Linked DNA regions of Macaca mulatta: region 1 is linked to region 2. Evidence: chromatin contacts called from public Hi-C data. All regions are on one chromosome and are shown on one strand. The core of a region is the stretch at or near the end of the contact, and the rest is flanking DNA. Distances in the headings are between cores, read along the strand shown.

Evidence for each region. A called contact is a pair of places that touch in the nucleus more often than the background predicts.
Region 1: a Hi-C map of fetal cortical plate shows a contact between it and region 2, with 2.1 times the contacts expected there. The contact joins the promoter of EPC2 here to the promoter of ORC4 in region 2. A contact is called at or near these places in 2 of 14 Hi-C or Micro-C datasets (fetal cortex germinal zone and fetal cortical plate).

What each region holds. Positions count from the first base shown.
Region 1 is chr12:53,638,337-53,643,149 of T2T-MMU8v2.0, reverse strand. It overlaps EPC2 (enhancer of polycomb homolog 2), which reads right to left and starts at 1,545. Exons shown (of 14, transcript XM_015110068.3): 1 at 1,107-1,545. The coding sequence starts at 1,259.
Region 2 is chr12:52,995,142-53,000,055 of T2T-MMU8v2.0, reverse strand. ORC4 (origin recognition complex subunit 4) reads left to right here and starts at 1,953. Exons shown (of 14, transcript XM_077956940.1): 1 at 1,953-2,116. MBD5 (methyl-CpG binding domain protein 5) reads right to left here and starts at 2,095. Exons shown (of 14, transcript NM_001266707.1): 1 at 2,059-2,095.

The sequences.
Region 1 (4,813 bases), core at 296-2,795, 640 kb before region 2:
CATTTCCTGCAATATTAATAGTCAAAAGAGAAAACCAATCACGGAAACCTCGAGCTTCCTTTTGACAGCCACAGAAGCAAGAGAACCAATCCACACACACCCGAGGTTGACAATAAGGCGGGACTGCAGGTTCATTGAAGAAATTCTTGAGGGTGCAGTTACTATGAACTTCGCAAGCAAGTAACACCACTCGAGTCATAAACACTCTCTGTTAAGCCAGATATTCAACCGTCTGCAAAATTTAACCCATCGGAGAAAAAGCAGCAGTTTTCCCAAAAGGTGCTGTATTATCAAAATTACAACTGCCAATTTAGATGCACTAGGTCCTCAACTTCTAAGGATCACCTCGCAATGACAATTCTCGAGGACAACGCTACGCCGGCAGCTCGCTCCGGGGCATCCCCGGCTCCTCTCTAACACTGCGCACGGAGCACGGCCGTCTCGGCGAAGCTGTCAGAGCCCGTCCACCCCGCGCCCGGCTCGGGTCGGGTCGGCTGAACTGGCCGGCGGGCGGCTCTCGGACGCTACTACCCGGTCGGTAGTCGTGGTCCCCGCCCTCCCCCGCCGCAGTGCTGTACCGCCTCATCCCGCTGCACCGTCGCGGGCGGGGAAGCCAGGATGATTACACTGCTGGGAGGAAGATGTTTGTTTTGAAAGCGCCCTTCTACAGTCATTTCAAAGAGAACCCAATACAAAATTTAAAAGTGGAAAAAATAATCATCTTGCCTAGCCAAATAATACCCCGCCATTAATTAGCCCCGCGCCTGGGGGAGGGAGGTGGGAAGGTAAACAGAGACCGTACGCCAAGTGCGGCCAGCGCATCCCCTGCGCCATTCCCGGCCGCCGCTTACGGCAAGGCCCCCTTACGGCAGCGTAAGCAGCGCTGCGAGCTAATCACAACACTGGGACGCAACAACATGGCGGCCGCGGGCGGGCGCTACGCCAGCCGAGAGGGTTTACGCTACTCCGCCGGCGTAGAGTCCCGTGCGTTAGAGCAGCAGCGGCGCCCTCCAGCGAGCGTAAAGCGCTCTGTGAATGGCGAGGCCCGACTGACAAAGGGGAGGGGGGAGGAGGGAAGGGGGGGTAATAAACACTCGAGTCCCTACCGATTCCTCCTCCTTCTCCATCCCGGTGGGCATCTGGGGCACGGCCCGGTTGATGGAGACGCAGTCGTTGAGATCAGGCATGTCCTTGCCGCGGTAGATAGGCAGCGGCTTGGCGGCGTCCAGCGCCCGCGCTCGGAAGGAGAGTTTACTCATTGTCTCCCCGCCTTACAGGAACAGCCCGGGCGGCGGCGGCGGGGCGGGCGGGGAGGGGGGGAGGACTCCCGCCGCCTCCTCCACCTCCTTCCTCAGTGCAGCGCGGCCGGCCCGCTCCTCCTCCTCCTCACTGCCCCCGGCCACAGCATGGGCGCCCACCCCGCCCGAAAACAGCCCCCCGCCGCCCGCGGCCGCTTCCACACACTAGATCCGCCGCTCGCCCGCCCGATCCGCTCCCTGCGCCATGGCCAACATGGCGGACATTACCACAGCGGCGGCGAGCGATCCCGGCAGCCCGCGCGAGAGCGCGCCCCCGCCGCGGGAACGCGCCTCGCCCTCTCCCTCCCTCCCTCCTTCCTCTCCCTTCCCCTCCCTTGCCTGCCCACCCACTCTCTACGCGGCGCTGCCGGCCCGCGGGAGCGTGCTGGTCTCGGTCCGCTCCAGGGAGAGGGGGCGGCTGCGGCGCCCCTCCGCTCGCCGGCCGGTGCTTTCGCTGTGTGGCAGGTGCCAGGTGCGCAAGTTCGCCCGCGCCCGGGAGCGTGCGCCTCTGCCTCCGCCGCCCGGTCATCCCTCTCGCTGGGTGTCCCGCAGGAAGGCGCCGGGCAAAGACTGCTGCGCCGAGCAGCGCGTGTGTGCAGAAGTCCGGGAGCGGGAAGGGAAGATGTCGACCCGGACCCCACTAGCCATCACCCAAGCCTGTACTCGGACAGCGCTTATCCCCCAAGGCGCCCTGAGCGCAGGCTAATTCGCATCCACCGAGGCGCTCATCCCGGAGAGATGCGACAGGTCTCTCCCATCACTCTGCTCCGAGGGGCGCCGCGCTGCTGGTGCCAGCCCTCTCCGCCGCCCTCCCCTCCGTACCTGTCCGAAAGAGCTCTCCAAGGTGCAGCAGCGCGCTAGTCCTCGGCTTCGCGAGGAGGACGCTCAGGGCAGCAGTAAGGGTTCATGGTTTGAGGCTGCCAGATGCAACAAGTGAACTTAGGTTCCCTGTCACCGAAACTTCGGTACAGCTGTTTAGTGGATGGTAGGTATTTCTCTGAGTTCAAAAATAGTAGTTTTACTAAAAGTTCAGCTTCTAAAAATTTAACCAAGGCAGCACACATTTGCGAAGTAGCAGATGTGTGTCAAATGTGGGGTGCTGTGGAAGACTCGAAGAAGTCTGAGAAAAGGTTCCTGCCTCAGAGAGCTTTCACCGTAATGGAATGCCAGGACTGCTGGAAAGATGAGTAACAGTAAGAGATGTAAATAGTTAAAGAAAATGACAGCTGGAAAGATAAATGACAACCGAAAAAAAAGTGTAAATATTTTAAGAAAACAATACAAGAGATGACACAGGCAGTAAGTAGGACATGATTAATTACCAAACGAGATCTAGGCAATAATTGTGAGAGTTCAGAGAAAGGAGGCATGACTACAGCCTAAACAGGTTAGAGAAAGTTCTCAAGAGGAGGGAAAATCAAGGTGACTCAAATAAGTACTAGCTATTGTTGACATCCACCTGGTTTAGCCAAGAGGCTCTTGGTTAGTCTTTAAGCATTACACATTTCTCACAAAACCGTACAAAGAGAGTTTTTAACACATTTTACCATTTTCTAATAATCGATCAATACTCTGCCTAACTCAGAGAAAGGCAGATATTTCCTAAAGACCAACAGTGAAAAAATTGATTCCCACTGTTATTTCTATGTGACGTTAAAACTATATCTCTTCCTCTATTACGTCCTTCTTCCCCTTAACTTCCTCCCCTCCCCCTTTTTCCTCATCTTCCTCTTTCCCTTTTCTCTCTACAGTCTCCTCGTTTGAAGGCAGAATGGTGGATATAGTATTCATGGTAGTATCCAAATAGTCTAACCAGTCTGTCCCAGCAAAACTCCGAGTGTTGTTTAGTGGGGCTTCAGTGTTTTTCATCCACTTTGTTGTTGGAAACAATGGAGGTGCTGTGACTCATTTCTTGTAAGCAGTACCTTCCTCAAGCTTATGGGCATGTCCTGCTCTCTAAGTGCTACCTCTGGAACAGTTCCAATCCTCTGTAAGCAAGAACAAAAAGTTCTTGGGAGGGGGTCAGCACTGGGTTCAAGCCTGAAAGGGAAGAAAAAAGCAATAGTTGAAGAAATGAGTCATCCAGAGCTTTCATCTGGATGCCCAGCCCTCCTCAGGTTCAGAAAGGATAGCTTTCTTCTAGTCCCTGTGTTTAGTTTTACTGTTTCTCTCAGAAAAGGAAATATTGACTATGTGTAATATACCAACCATTGTAGCAACATGTTATATATATTATCTCAACTAGTTGAATTCCACTTAATTCTTATTATAACTCTATGAAAAAAATATAATTTTACCAGTAAGAAAACTGAGCATCAGATAATTTGCCAAATTTCAGTTCCAACAATTTGCAGAACTGGGCTCACATTCAGGTCTGACCTGACTCCAAAACTCTTGTTTTCTCAGTGGTGCTACCCTGCTATCCAGGCTCCTCAGTTTATTGACCAGTCAGCATTCTAGAGCTGCTAATTCAAAGTTGATTACTAAGACCTTCCAGCCAACGGCCAAGAGAGCACATAAGCCAGAGTCTAAAGTTGCAGTAGACCAAGGAGGGCAGGAACAACATCTGTCTGTCAATCACTGTATCCCCAGTTCCATGCCTCACATATGGCAGGCATCTAAAGTATATTTGTTAACTGATATTCCATGAAGAAATTCACTGATACTGACCCCATGCCACTCTAGCTTATAGTTCACATATCTTACTGGCCTGTCACCTGACCTAGCTATTGCTGCCAATATTTGTTCTTACTGTGGCCTACCCTGTTGTCCAGCTTCCTACCTTTGGGCATAGAAATTTTAGAACCAATTAATGTAATTCAAAAACAGCTTTTTGAAACCTGGAATTTACAGGAAGGAATTTTTTGCTGTAGTAGTTGTTTCTTTATTGTTCTTTTACTTTGACCACGTAAACGATTTCTTCCCCAAATCTCCATTTTCTTCTCGCCCTGTAGGCAATGATTATAGAGCTGGGAATAAAACCGTTTGAGGCAAATAACACAATATGCATTTCAACGGAGACACAGCCTGTGTTTTCTTGGCTTCCAATTCAGTGCCCAAGCCAGAATGCCTCTGTTCACATTTGGAAAATAACTTTTATTTCTATGCAAATATTACTTTTCATAAAGTTTATTTCTGACTGATTTGTTGAATACTCATATAATTGTTAGTGCTAAAAACAAAAAAACTTCTTATAAAATAAAAAATTCTTTTATGAAATATTTTTATCAAGACCTGCTTCAAATGGGTGTGTAGCCTTATAATAGCCTATTTTAATTTCCACATACAATGCGCCGAGTACAGTCATTCTAAAATCAGTCCACTTCAGATATGCTCTACACCAATTCCAAATGACATGCATTTAGCCCAGCAAGCATAATATATAAGCACCCAAGAATTAAAACCAGTTTTAAAGCCATATCAAAATAAAATCACTGTCTAAATTAGAATAAATGTCAAGTAACTGTTAGAATTAGGATTACATTCCAGTGTCCATCTCCCAGTACTATAATCAA
Region 2 (4,914 bases), core at 704-3,203:
ACTGGGCAACTACCACCCCAATTACCTACATAATTCGCTTACTTAAAATTAATTTCTTCAGTAAGTTCTACTGTCTCTCTCTTACCTTTAAGGTTGCTGAGGTTTTAAGGTGAGAACAAGAAACCTTACAAGGACTTGGAATTGCAGTATTGATGTTGGAAGAAAAACTTGAACTTGACACAGATTTCTGCTTAAGCACACTAATTACATCTCAGAGAAAGGTAAAAAATTGTTCAAATTTATAACAGAAGGGAAATAAGATCATATTGTTTACTGCTATAAAGCTTTTTTATTTCGGTATGTAAATGTCTACTTTTGCACACAGTTGATAATTAAAATTTTACAGAACAAGTTTCTACATATGCAATGCTTTACTGTCACTAAAATATGAGTATATTATGTTTTAACTTTAACCATCAAGCAAATAAAAAATTAGAAGTATTACCATGTCTTTATAATATTTATGCCAAATATACTTCTAGATTTGTATTTCTTCAATCCTTTCTAGTTGATCAAATTGCTGTTTTCATATTGCCAGTCTGATCACAAAATTGCTGCTTTACAGAAGAATATTTTTTGCTGACATAAATTATGGGATCAGAGATACCAATGCAGTTACAAAAAAAAAAAAAAAAAAGGGTGTGAGGGAGAGAGAGTGAGAGCGACAGAGTGTGTGTATATGCATGTGTGCATCCATCTTCAAGGAGAGAATAAAGAAATGTATATATGAAACAAAATAACACTTTCCAATATAAGCCCTAGTAAAAGGCCTACATCAGAAACATACTTTCTAGCATTTGTGAAATAAAATACAACACTGGATTTTAAAGCTATGCACTAAGAACATACTATAGAAAAATGAATAGTGATTTTTATCAATACTGTTATTCCATAAACTTAAATCTGGATTTACCTTTCAATTTATAGCTAACCGAAATTAATATACTAACTATAAGTTCATGATTGCTTTGACTCATCAAAACATATTTTAGAAATTTGTGTCCTTTTACATATAGTGAGCAATTTGGTTCAGAACCCGAAGAGAAATTGAGATGAAAAGCTCATCTCAATTTTCAACAGTAAATAAATAATTCAGCTAAAACTGAAAGTGGTACCAATCCAGCAAACTATTGATGGAGAGGTTTGGCCTTCCATGCAGCCAGAACAACATAAAGTTTTCAATGGGGACTACTTGTTCAGACAAGTTACAAAGATTACAAAAATACCCAGATTAATTATAAAATACCTAATATTCTCATCATATGGAAAATAAGTATCAGGAACATATGTGGGAACAGACAATACTAGTGGCATTTAAACTTTAAGCGTTTTAGAGCTTTGGACTTTATATACTGATATATGAAACAGACATTTAACAAAAAAAAAAAAAAAAAAAAAAAGCAATAATGCAAGTCAAAACCTAACCAAAGGCCTCTACCAACTAAAAATTTGAAATTTTCCATGGAAGTCAGACAAAACGAAAAAATGGAAAATGAAACCCCTAAAGCAAAAACCAATCAAGTCTTCCAACACTAAAGTCAATATCCAAATCTCATACAGGACCAAAAAGGGGAAAACACTCAGGTCTACAAATGGATAAGCAGTTCCAATACAATCCAGATCCCGACATTTTCCCACTCAGAAACAAATGCAGTGAAGCTTTTCCTGGGGAAAAAGAGCTCTCCAATGAATTTTTTTTAAGTGACATCTAGAAAGTGTGCCTCTTTCTGTCTCTTTCCCTGGCGCCTCATTGGAGGAAGGAGGGGGTTGTTTTTGTATTCTCCCCCACTGGAGCAAGACACAATCAGATGTTAGCTGGAGGAGAGAAACCACTTTTGACAACAGCAAATAAAAATAAAAGTGCCCTTCCTCCCCTGACAGGATGGGCACCCCATCTCACACACCCCTCCCTACTCCAACCCCTCCTTCACCCCCCCCCCCAGCACCACCCCCTCCTCACCCCGGAGCTCCACTGCGTATGTGGTTTGGTGCTACTGTTGCCCCGGAGTGAAAGTCAGAGCCAGAGGAAGGCAATGAAGCCCCCACAGACACACTTACCTTTCCTGCCCCCCACTTTTGAGTGCCTTCCCTGGAGCTGTGGAGGATGACACAAAGGGTAATAAAGGGGGGGAGTGGAGGAGGAGGAGGCGAAGGAGGAGGAGGAGAGCTGGGGAAGTGGCTGCTCCTGGGTGTAGTGAGATGTCTCCAGCCAGGGCCAAGCAGCAGCAGTAGCAGCAGCAGCAGTAGCAGCAGCAGCAGCAGCAACAGCAGCAGCAGCAGCAGCAAAGGGTCTGTGTTGCTAAGAGGCTTTTGGTTTCTTTCTCTCCTCCTCTCACGGCCAAAGAGGAGGAGGGTGGAGGGGGCTCGGGAGGGAGGCGAGTTGGAGGGGTGAGGGGGTAGGAGTCGTGGATGGGGGTTTTCGAAGAAGAAGAAACTCCTTCTCCTCCTCTCTCAGGCTCAATCCCCCTCTCAGGGCTCAGGGCTGGAGGGTGGGGGAAGGAACTCAGCCGCCTTCCCCCCACCCCCCTCAATTCAAGGTTGAAGTGGGATAGAATTAGTGTCCTGTCCCTTTAAAAATAGAAATAAAAGGTGCCCCCCCTCTGCCACTGCCTCTCTCTTCATCATCAGCTGCTGCTGCTGCTGGGGTCTCTCTGCTTGGGGGGGAGGGGGGTTCGGGTAGAAGAGACGGGAGGCACTCACTGCGCATGTCCCTCTCTGACGGGTGGCTGGTTGGTTGAAGGCAGGAGGAGGGGGAGGGGAGGAAATGAGCTATTTTCCCAGAAGGCTCAGAGGCGCTCGCGACCCGGAAGACATTGTAGCAAGGGGTACAGGGGCGGGGGCGGGGAAGAGGAGGAAGTCGCTACGCTTTTAACACCCCCAGCTCCCTCCTCCTTCCTAAGGGAAAGTGGAGGAACGGAAGTGGGCGTGGACGGAGACGAAAGGGGGTCACGTGTTTGGGCGGGAGAGGGGCGGGGTGGGAGAGGTGGTGCGTGCGCGGGGCATGCTGGGAGTGGTTGTGTACCGTCGCCAACAGCAGGTGAAGCCTAGCAGAGGACGCGTCCAGCCGATCCTGTGAAGCAATTCCTGCAGGCGTTGGTACCCCCCTTTGCCCTGGCAAAGGCAGGCTTTTATGCGGGAGGTAATGGTGGGGTAAACTTGCTGCAAACGAAGGCCAGGGGCGTCAGTGGCGAAAGGTGAATCGAAAGGGGGAGGATGGAAGGCTGTGGAGACTGGAAATTGGGAAGGGGGCAGGCTTGTATAGGCCGGGAAGGCCAGGACCAGGCGAGCTCTGTCATTTGGCACCCCCATGAGCCTGCCGACGAATCCTCGACACGTGCAGGGAGTCCTGAGACTAGCTCTGCATCGGGGTGGTAAGTGAGGAGCGTGACGGTCCGAGAAGGGAACTGTGAAGGCTCAGCAGCTGATCCTCATGACTGCAGAACGGGAGACCTGTATCTAGGGACAGAGACAAGTCCTCTGTATGCATTTTGACCAGATGCATCAGACGCGTTGCTTATATTGGATATTGCGCTCTTCATGCCTTACCTCTTAACCCTCCCTGGTATTCTGGAGTGGCTTTGGGGAAGGAGCAGGCAGGGAAGTCTTGAGTGGAGCTTCCCTCCGTGTCTTGCATTGTTGCTACAACACAAAGCCTTTGCTTTCTCTCGGAGAGGGATGTGGGATTGTGTAGTCCTTAATGTTGAGTTTTACGATTGATGAAGAGAAAGGACGTGATCAAAGTTTCCCCTTGTAGTGTAGATGATGAGTTTTAAAAGGACTGTTTCGTCTTCTATGGTTACTATTCTTAGTTTTTGAGCCTTTGGTTTCCCAAATGCCAGCTGTTTTTGATGAAAATAATGAATTTCTATCATAAAATTAGAATTCAAATATTTAAGAAAGAATTTATACATTTACATTAGTAAAGCTTTTATAGTGAAATAGTACTGGTTCTTTTTCACATTGTTTTCATACAATCAATATAAACCATTACAGTCTCAGTTGTTTTGTAAAGGTATTTTGAAGGAATATCATCTTTGTACGTTTTTCAAAAACCAAGAATCTAAAATCCTTCATATTTATTATGTTGGTATTTAATTCTGTTGGGTAGGTTCTTTTTCTTTTTTTCTTTTTTTTTTTTTTTTTTTTGAGTCAGAGTCTTGCTGTCTCCCAGTGAGTGCAGTGGCGCGATCTGGGCTCACTGCAACTTTGTCTCCTGGATTCAAGCAATTCTCCTGCCTCAGCCTCCCGAGTAGCTGAGACTACAGGCATGTGCCACCACGCCCGGCTAATTTTTTTGTGTTTTTAGTAGAGACGGGGGATTCACCATGTTGGTCAGGCTGGTCTCGAACTCCTGACCTCAAGTGATCTACCCACCTCGGCCTCCCAAAGTGCTGGGATTACAGGCGTGAGCCACCGCGCCCGGCCGGTGTAGTTTCTTTAGGGGTACACTATCAGTTAAAGTTACTAATTTTCCACATCTTACTTTCTGTAAGTTTGGATAGTGGACCCCATTTGTGCACCATTGCTTAGCTCTTACTATCTTTTGTACTGTGTACGGTAATCATGTCTGATGGAATCAAAAGTAGACTCCTGTGCTTTAAAATTTTCTTTATAGTGTAACCAATTGTCTGCCACTTTGTAATGAAAAAAAAAAATACAGCAAGGCAATTAATGTGCCTTAGATACAATTTTAAATCTTTTGTGTCTTTTTGCATACATTTAGTATTTAAGCATGCAAACATCGATACATAGTATAATGAATAGCTATAAAGTGTGAACTCTATGTAACCGCTACCACAGTCAAGAATTAAAATGTTTGTGGCCCCTGAGAAGCTGCCCTCTATATTCTATTCCTGTTCATCCCCTTCCTCAGTTCTTTCAGAGGTTAACACTATCCTGATTTTTATGGCAATT